Linked DNA regions of Sus scrofa: region 1 is linked to region 2. The links are chromatin contacts, called in public HiChIP or PLAC-seq maps. All regions are on one chromosome and are shown on one strand. Each heading gives the region's core, a stretch centred on a gene start, on an enhancer-like site or on the middle of the called end of the contact. The rest is flanking DNA. Distances are from core to core; before and after follow the strand shown.

What was found. HiChIP or PLAC-seq counts read pairs in DNA pulled down with a chosen protein or histone mark.
Region 1: a contact with region 2 is called in an H3K27ac HiChIP or PLAC-seq map of alveolar macrophages. The contact joins the promoter of EZH2 here to the enhancer-like site in region 2. A contact is called at or near these places in 1 of 5 promoter capture datasets (liver), 4 of 47 Hi-C or Micro-C datasets (brain, heart right ventricle, liver and 1 more) and 2 of 2 datasets of contacts at active chromatin or transcription factors (alveolar macrophages and skeletal muscle).

What each region holds. Positions count from the first base shown.
Region 1 is chr9:109,383,441-109,388,645 of Sscrofa11.1, reverse strand. EZH2 (enhancer of zeste 2 polycomb repressive complex 2 subunit) reads right to left here and starts at 3,591. Exons shown (of 20, transcript NM_001244309.1): 1 at 3,508-3,591.
Region 2 is chr9:109,284,373-109,289,338 of Sscrofa11.1, reverse strand. No RefSeq gene overlaps it. Among named protein-coding and RNA genes, the nearest start is that of PDIA4, 26 kb to the right of the region's middle. Within about 2 kb of position 1,673, at least 68 of the 83 cell types and tissues checked have an H3K27ac peak or open chromatin away from gene starts, as enhancers often do. A contact at or near this core is called in alveolar macrophages, brain, liver and 1 more, where this site is marked.

The DNA of each region.
Region 1 (5,205 bases), core at 2,342-4,841, 97 kb before region 2:
TCCAATAAATGATCTGTAATTACACTGGCAGCACTTCCTTCAGTTTTAGCTTCAAAACCTACCTCACGTTGTTCAAATAAAGAACTCATTAATTGTAACTAGACACCTTTTGATTAAAAGATGTACTCTCACCTTATATTTCTGCACAACCATCATCAATTTCAACATCAAACAAATTAAGCAGATAACTATACACAGGTATCCAGATGATCCATCACGCTTCTCCCTAGCTACCTGAAATACCAAACATGAAAACCAACAGCTGCTTTTAAGGGATATTCAACTTCCAACATCTTAAAACTATTTACAACTAGGAGAAATCTTGGAATTTGTTCACCTTGACAATTATTTTTCTTTGTAAACATTGCCTCCCCAAAGGTGAGAAAAACACCTTCCAAAGTTCCTCATCACATAAATATGAACATATTCTGTCTGCTTTGCAAGTTCCTTTTTCAACTTATTTTCCTACATTTTTCAGACTTCTTTCATTCATTCAACGATTAACCCCTACTCTCTAGCAACTACTAGGTATACAAAGAAAAGACAGAGTCTCTGCCTCAAAGCACTTTAGAGTATAGTGAAAGGAGCCCAATGCACAAGCAAATGATTGCAATGCAACTGGATATATGCTACAATAAAAGTATGAACAAAGCCCTTGCAGACACCTGTGCCTGAGACTCAAGGAAGGCCTCTAACAGGTGAAGCTTCCTCTGAACTTAATGAGCTGTCTCCACTCCTGCTCTCCTCCAAACTGAAGATTTCACCTGCCCATATAGAATCCTTCATAATTCACAGAAAATGTTTTCTTCACGGACAAAAAGACTTCAAGACAAATCCACTGGTCATTTCTAATTAACCCCAGAATGCATGAGATCAGAGGATTTTTTTATTGCTGTTGATTTTTTAAAAAATCAACTTTCTTAATTACCGCTTTTTAGGCCAAGATGGAAACTAATTCGTTCTCCTTAAGCATGCCAGCTCAAAGGATGGAAGATATCCTAGAAAGCCTCAGTGTAACCTGGGGAAATCTGCCTAAAAATTTTAAGTGGCCAACACAAAGACAATCACCTATATGTATGTGTGCAAGGCAAAGCTGATATCAAAGTATTACAGCTTTTTTGTGTGCCTAACTTCACTAAATCAACAAGTGTGGTTTTTTTAATCACTGCTACTTAAATACATTTTCAAATCAAATAAAAAATTAAAAACCAATTCCCCCAAAAAAACTTAAAAATAAATCTTGTGGCAACTACAAAGACAGTAATTGCCAAATATAGTGTACACAAACAAGTAAGGAAAAACTGCAATTTCTTATCCTAAAAGATCCAAATATCTACCAAAATCTCCCTAACTAGCTCATCTTATAACAAGAGGCCAGATTATCAGGAGGACTTTTTAATAGATAATTACTAGCAACTAATACAGTAAACAATACTTAGGACAGCACCTGGAATGTCTGTTCAGCGGTGTCTAACACTGCAAAATATGTAATAAAGACTTTTACACTGCATTTCTTTGTCTCCATATTTATGAAACCGTAAGATGGTAGGGTGAACATTAGATCATCAGATAGAACAATGCAAATCGGTGCTATGTTCCTAAATTCCTCTTCTTTGAAGATATTCCCCTGCCACAAAGACTAGAATTTAAGATGCCATTTTCCTAAGTGTTTTCAAGAACTTAAGCATTAAATTCCCAAATACACCACCACAAAGAGAGAAAGGATTCTTTACATCCAGGACTAGAACCCTACCTACTCCTAACTTTAGGTAATATGAAAAGGAAATTAAAATAGGTCATAAATACTTTCATTTTCTTGAAATAAAATTATCAATAAACTTGTTAGGATTACACACTTGTTCTACATTTTATTTCCAAACATAAAATAGTTGCTAACGGTGATGAATGAAGAGTAGTGGAAAATAAACTCCAAACCCCCTAGCTCCCTGGTGGTCTAATGGTTAGGATCCCACACGCTCTTAAAATCCCTTAGAAGTATAGCCTACATTCAACTGTATCAGCATTAGTGTTTTTTAAAGATTTTCTTAAATGGTGTTTTATGTGACATTAAAAAGCCACAAAATTAATCCGATAAATGACCTTTAAAACCCAGAAAGTAAACCTTGAAGTAAAATATTTTTAAATACCAAAGACATATCTTTGTTTCCAAATGACTTAAATTTTACAGATCCTGTGTGACAAACAAAGGAAGTTTAGCTTAACTGTGGACAGCACACGTTCAATTTCTTAGGCAACAAACATTTCTGTAGTCAGTCTTTTCTGACTCAACAAAGCTATTGTTCACGGAAAACAAGACCAATTAATGACGAATTGCTAACCAGACCACCTAAACACACATTTGTCATAAACATTTTGCTTGATCAATTCTTTCTACCATCGCATCCTCATTCAATCCCTGGGGATTTGGAGAATAATCTCTTACTAAATGACAGTTGATTTCGTTAGCACCTGTCGCCAGTCTCAGATGTATCACATAAGTTGGCCGAAAGAGCATGTAATTTTTTAAAAAAAATATGATTCTTTAGAAAGCGGGAACTCAGCAGGCGTGAGTTCACCAAGTTTTCATTTCAAAATATCATGCTTCTCGATTCCTCCAATTTTCAAAAAGGGACCTGATGGCACCGACTTTTTTTGGGGGGGTGGACAATGACGCGGAAACTCGACGAAAAGCCCTCCGAAACGAACAAAACCGAGCGGGGGGAGAACGGCTCGACCCTTCCTCAAACTTAACAGAAAGCCAGCCGAGGGGGTAAAGGCGGCCGGGACCGCCTCGTCAGAGCGGGTGGAGACGAGGGGTTCGGGGGTGCTTTCCGGGGAAATGTCAGACCCGCAGCCGCTCCGAGTTCGGTTCCCAGCGCCGCCCCGGCCCCCTCGGCCCCGGCCGAGCCTGCGCGCTCGCGGGGAGGGGGCGTGGGGCCCAGCCCGCCCCCTGCGCCGCGGCCCGCGCTCCCCACGCCCCTCTCCCGCCCGCTGTCAGGCCCGGGTGTCACTGCCCCTTCCCCGCGCCGAGCTCCCCCGAGACACAGTCCGTCCTTTGTCTGAGTGTGCACTCGGTGCCGAGGTCCCACCAACTTGTGTGCGTCCCGTCCCACCCGGGCGCTCCCGCCGCGACGCTCCACACAAAGGAGACAGGGGCTCGGGCGGCCGGCCCGCCCCGAGCACCGGAGCGCCCCCAGCCCAGCCGCCGCGCCTCCCGAAGGGCGGGCGCGCGAGAAGACCCCTCGGCTCGCCCCCCAGGGCGCCCGCCCGGGGTCCCGCCTTAGGTCGCCAGGTGCGGCGCTGCCCGCCCCCGCGGTCGCGCGGGCCAGCCCAAAGCCACGGCCCCTTCCGAGGGGTCTCCTCTCACCCCTCCAGCCAAAGCGGCGCCCCGGGAAAGCCCGCTCTGGGCGATACCCGGAGGGGTGGCGGGGATATCCCGGCGCCGCCGCCGCCCCTCACCGAGCTTCGGAGCCCCGCTGGCCGGCCGGCCCGACAGCGGCACGCTACCTGAGCCCCGCGCCCCAGCCCGCTCCGCTCCCGCGCGCCGCTCCCGCGCGCCACCACCGCCGCCGGGCTTCCACCGCCTTCTGCGTCCCAGTGGGTGTCGGACGCTCCCGGACCAAGCGCCAAACCCGGCAGCCCAATCGCCATCGCTTTTATTTGGCCCCCCCTGTCCAACTAAGCGCCGCCCCGATTGGCGGGCCGCGAGGCGGGCTCCCGTCCAATCACAAGGCCCGCCGGGCTCCGTGGCGGCGAGCCAGCCCCACGCAGAGGAGCCCGCGGGACTCAGCCGGGCCGGGCCGGCGGCGCGTGCGCGCGAGCGGGCGGGCGCTGAGGGACGCGGCCGCCGAGTGGAAGCGCTGCGCCGTCTCTTTGTTCTTTCGCCGAACGCACGGCGCCTCTCAGGAAGGCGGTGGGTCGGCTGGCTGGGACGATGGGGCCTCTGCAGCCCGAATCCCGGGCCGCGGGCGGGAGGCGGCCAGGGCAGGATGGCGGGAACCGACCAGGGGGCGGGACGGCGCGCTCGCGGCGCTTGGCGGGAACCGCCGGCAGCCTCAGAGTTCCCGGGCCGGAGGGGCGGGGCGGGGCCGATAGCCAAGTTTGAACCAGTTCAAAACTCGGGGGTGGTAACGGTTTCAACTGCCGCGCTCTTTTCCCCGCGCGCGGAGCCGAAGCGCAGGCCGGCCGGCGGACGCGCGCGAGGTACCCCGATTGCCGGCCAGTTACGCTCTGCGGTCCGGGCTCCAATCTGGTTCGTTTCGGGCGAGGAGCCCCGAGCCTTTCGCGGTCTGGTCGGACTGGCGCGCCGCCTCCGGTGCGAGCAGAGCGCTCTGCCAGCTACTTTTTCTGCTAAGCCCCTCAGTGGCTTGGCCCGACTCAGATCCCCTGGCCCGCTGGACTTTGGTTGGTCGAGGCCGCAGTGCCCATCTCCTTAGAAACCTGGGAAACAGCAGCCCTACTGTTATTTCAGTTTCCTCATTCTGAGCGCCTTGTTCGGCACCTTCCAGCGTTTGTAGTTCCAAACACGTGTCAACGTTAATCATTTATCAGGGGTGAGTGGGGTTCACTTGCCTCGAGCTAACGCCTCTGGAAAAAATTGGGATGATTGCAGCATCTTTCAAGTGTTAAAAAAAAAAATGATCTGCGGGTGAGCCTGTATCAACCCATAAGAATTAGAAATATTCTGTTTAGGATGCAGTTTCCCCTTTTAATTTATCTGACAGTGAAGGTAAGGTTATTCTGAATTTTCTTTTTTTTCTTTTTAGGGCCTCATCCGAGGCGTATGGAGTTTCCCAGGCCAGGGGTGGAATCCGGCCTACACCACAGCCACAGCAACTCAGGCTCCAAGCCGTATCTGCGACCTACTCCACAGCTCAACAAGGCCAGGGATCTAACTGCAACCTCAGGCATGGTTCCTAGTTGGATTAGTTTCTGCTGCGCCACGGGATCTCCTGAATTTATTTTCAATAGGATGCAGGAATAGGGCAAAACAATCGTTCACCCATGTAAACAGATTGAGAGTTCAGATGGAGGGCGGGGAGGATAGTCAACTAGGAACTGGAGTTAAAAGCCTAACGAAATCATATACTTAGTATTTTTAGCTACATTTTTAAAGGACCAAGATTTTTAATGACTAGTTCCTTATATGATAATTTGACTGAAAGTTTCCTACCTTTTCCTAAATTACCATACCATTCCTTATAC
Region 2 (4,966 bases), core at 424-2,923:
CCAGTGTGCTCTCAAGGTACATTGAATTGTCTGCACCTATAAGGATAAACTAAATCATTTCCTTTTTATATACACATTTATGATAGTTACACAGTACTGCATCTTGCTTCTGATGCTGTTAGGAATTTATATTTCAATCAGCAAAAGAGTAGGAAGATCACTGTCATAACACCTTATCTTAGATGAAGAGGCAGCAGAATGGCTTTCTCAAGGTTGCACTAGAAAGTGCAGGGGTTCCCTGGTGGCTCAGTGGGCTAAGGACCTGGCATTGTCACTGCTATGGCATGGGTTAGATCCTGGCATACAGTAGGCACACACACCACCCCCAACAAGTAAGGGCAGAACCAGGATGAGAGAGCAGCTCTAAGCCCCGACCGGTGAGTCCCACGATATACTCTGCTCTTCTCCCACCTTCTCTATTTTCAGAATCTTGGACTTAGCTGTTCTTCCTCCAAAATGTTTTCTCTTTATCTTCAAAACTTAAGAGGACTGTCAACTTTGAAATATCTCCTAATTTTGTCTACTAAGTGTTGTACTACCAAATATTAATCTTTTATCTTACTGATATTGAAACATTTAAAAATCCATACATATCTTTTTTTTTTTTTTTTTTTTTTTTTGTCTTTTCTAGGGCTGCTCCTGGGGCATATGGAGGTTCTCAGGCTGGGGATAGAATCGGAGCCATAGCTGCCGGCCTACGCCAGAGCCACGGCAACTCGGGATCTAAGCCTCATCTGCAACCCACACCCCAGCTCACGGCAACGCCGGATCCTCAACCCACTGAGCGAGGCCAGGGACTGAACCCGAAACCTCATAGTTTCTAGTTGGATTCGTTAACCACTGCGCCATGACAGGAACTTCAATCCACTCATATCTTAAAAGACTTTTTTTTTTCTTTTTTTGGAAATGATTTAAAGAATGTGGAAATTAAATAAAACCCCACTCTATTAAAAAGTGGGAAAAATAAAATCCTTAATCACCCCACCCCATTACCTCATTTCCTTTTCTTGGTCTCAGAATATCTACTTTTACCATACCTATTTGATTGGGGCGAGTGGGGGGGAGGGTGTAGCTGGGAGCTTCTGTGATGAATTTTCCCATATTTGTTGTTAGCTCTGAAGGAAAACGGCTACTTTAAACAAATTTTGTATTCCTAGCTTTTAATCTCAATAATAATATTGACTTTCAAATTTTTTAAATTAAGATGAAGACAAGTTAAGTGTATTTTACATCTAGACGGGGACAGCCCTGCAAAAGACTAGTCAAGTGCAGTAGTGAGAAGGGGGGAAAGAGTAGAACGAGGAGTTCGACCTGTAACTGACTGTGAACAATCAATTGAGATAACTCACTACCTTCGGACCAGCCAAAACTTCTGCTTGCTGTGTACACTATTTAAAGCTCACATATTTCCTCATTTTACCCTTACAGTGATATTTCAAATCGAGTTTACAAACAACATTTGCAGTATGGATGATATGCATCCTCTAACAATTCCTTCCGTGCATCTATTTATCAATAAATAGCAAAGTGTATTTAACAACAAGAATCAGAAGCACTACTGAGCATCCTGGGAAAGAGACATGCAAAATTAGCATCTCGTCACCAGGGTGTCTCCCGGCAGTGGAGTTCGTCTGTAGAGGCTCTGCCAGCACAGGATCCAGAGCTGTCCAATCGGCGCTGAGCTCCTTTGTCTATTTACCACATGTGACCTCCAGGCAGCTCTGCCAGATCTGGAGAAAACTCTGTGCACTGGAGCAGATCTAGTCCCCAGACCCCAAACCTTGGAACCAGTGTGCTCCCATCTTGGGGTCGGCTCCCTTCAGAAGAGCAGGAGTGCCTCCCTATCGCCCAAGATCTGCTTCTCCTCAAATCTCAACTGATTAAAAAACCCCCGAAAGATCACAGGAATGGAAGGAGGAGGCATCTGAAACACCCAAACATCTGGATGCTTCTGAGGCCATCCTGGCAGAGGGGGTCTCTGGTGCAGTGCCTCGGGGTTGTTCCTTGGCCCGATCTCATCTAATCTGTTTCCGTCCTTCCTTTGACGAAAATTCACATGAATGAGATATGGAAATGAGCTGATTAAATGTATTGATGACACAACAGGTAATCAGGAAGGCATGAAATTGACAGATGGGCTCATATTACATTAACTGGGACTGAGTTCTAGTCTTCACCACCAACTAGCTATATATCTTTGGAAAAGTTGCTTGCCTTGTTTGAACCTCAGTTTCTCCACTTTTAAAATGGACATAATCAGAATATCTACTTTGTAGGAGATTGGGAGGATTAAATGAGAAGCCATAGAATTCACTCAAATACATTAAAAAAAAAAAAAAAAAGGTCCTATGAGAATGTTAGCTCTCAAGGTTCAGAAATATTTTCTCTGGCTCAACAGGCACAAACTAATTAGAAACAAATGGATACAAATTAATAAGATAACAGACACAAATTAACAGCACTAGAGTTCCCTTTTCCATTAAAAACAAAATGAAAATCTGAGCAGGTACCAGATAAGAAAATCTCAAAAAGTAAAAGTGCAGATCCTAGTATAGTTACTCACAGGTCATTGTATCCCTGAGGTATGCTCAGACAGGTAGTGCCCAGAGCCCAGGGCTCAAGGTTTTTTTTTTTTGTTTTTTTGTCTTTTTGCCATTTCTTGAGCTGCTCCCGCGGCATATGCAAGTTCCCAGGCTAGGGGTCTAATCGGAGCTGTAGCTGCCAGCCTACGCCAGGGCCACAGCAACGCGGGATCCGAGCCACCTCTGCGACCTACACCACAGCTCACGGTAACGCCGGATCATTAACCCACTGAACAAGGGCAGGGATCAAACCCGCAACCTCATGGTTCCTAGTTGGATTCATTAACCACTGCGCCACGACAGGAACTCGGCTCAATTTTTTTTTTTAATTTCATTTTTATTTTTTAAATTCAAAGATGGAGTTCCCATTGTGGCTCAGTGGTAATGAACCCAACTAGGATCCATGAGGTGTTGGCATGAGCTGTGGTGTAGGTCAGATCCGGCACTGCTGTGGCTGAAGCCTAGGCTGGCAGGTGCAGTTTCAATTCAACCCATAGAAGTGGAACTTCCATATGCCAGAGGTGCGGCCCTAAAAAGCAAAATAATAATAATAATAGGATTTCCCCTTTTTTCTTTTATTCCGTCTATGTGCCCTCGCAGGTGACATTCTCTCAAATAAACCAGGTGATATTCTCTCAAACTTTTTGTGCTTTCTTTCATTCAAAATCCACCTGTGGCAGGTCCCATTTTTGCCACATCTGCTCCTCTTCCCTGCGGTTTACAAGATGGGGCTCAACGTCCAACAAGACTATTTGTCCCACTGTACAAACAGTCAGGAGCCTATGGTCACCACCATACTTTCCCAGTTCCTGATTTTCAAAGCCTCTAACCGAGGCATTCCTGGGGCCGAGACAGATGGGTGAGTGAGGACCCGGGGCACTGAGGTCAGAGGCCTCCTTCACCAGGTCAGAATTCAGACCGGGCACAGAATGGACTCTCCTATGTCTCAGCTGCTCTCAGCCTTCTTATATGTTACAGCCCTGGATCACAGGGAAGTAGGGGAACAAAAACAACCAAAATCCGGGGGTGGAGCTGTCTTGTGTCCCAGGGGTTTAAGGATCTGGTGTTATCACTGCAGTAGCTTGAGTCACTGCTGTGGCGCAGATTCAAGTCCTAACCTTGTGCAGTGGGTTAAAGGATCAGATGTGGCGTAGCTTCCAGGTGCAGCTCTGATGGTCTTCCATATGCTGCAGGAGAAAAAAAAAAAAAAAAAAAAAAAAAAAACAACCAAAAATTTGGGAAGAGAGGTCATGTCTTATAATTCACCAATATCCATCTGGGGAATTAGCCGAACATCAAACATCTCTCTTATTTAGCCCCTCTTGCCTTTGAATTGTGACAATAAAGCCAAATAACAATTTAAAAAACAAAAATGAAATAAATAGAAGACACCCCAGGCAGGGTTTCCACAGTCCCATGAGTCTGTCTGATTTGGGCATCCAGCCGACGAGTTCCCCTGGAGTCTGAGTGGTCCACTACCTGAGGATGGTGCCATCAGACCAGTAATACTAGTTGTCTTCACTGGCTCAGGAGCTATAACAAAACACCACAGACTGGTGCCTAAGCAACTGACAAGCATTCCTCACAGCCTGGAGGCCAGAGGTTCAAGGTTGAGGTGCCGGCCCATTCAGTTCTTAATGGGGACTCGATTCCTGGCTTGCAGACAGCCTCCTCTTGCTATGTCCTTACATGGCCTTGGTGAGAGCACATGGAGAGAGAGGAGGCTCTGGTCTCTTCTTATAAGGACACTAATCCCAGCATAAAGGCCCCACCCCCAAGACCACATCTAAAGCTAATTACCTCCCAAAGGCCCCACCCCTAAGTGCCATCACATTGGGGTTTAGGGTTTCAATATACCGTGTCAGGAGACACAAACATTCAATCCATAACAGTGGTACCTGCTTGGATTTGCTTTTACTGTCCAGATGGCTGCACAGACTGGAGTGGTGCTGGGAGTGAGGACAGATCCACTTGGATGCTCCCTGCTCAGGCCCCTGAGATTGCAGCCCTCAGCCCCTTAGATGCACATAACTGACACTCCAGTCTCGAGCCAGTACAGAAAACTGGGTCCCACCCAGGGAGCCCTCCCTCCCTGAGCATCTGAGTCCATGGATTGGCAGCCTTCCTCTTAATCCCTCTAAGCATGAAGGGCCTACCTGCACTCCCTTTCCCCACAGCCCTGCACAAGGTGCTGCCACCTGCCAATCTAGTGACTGGTGGGTGTGGGGACAGGGATCTTTAGTGACTTTGGGTGACTCCCTGGTGTTCCCTAGGATACTGTACACTCGATGCATCTCAGACAGCACTTCCTAACTCACATAAAAGTAGCCCTCCTTAGACTTCTCTAGAATTTGAATAGACTTGGCCTGGACTTACCACCTCCT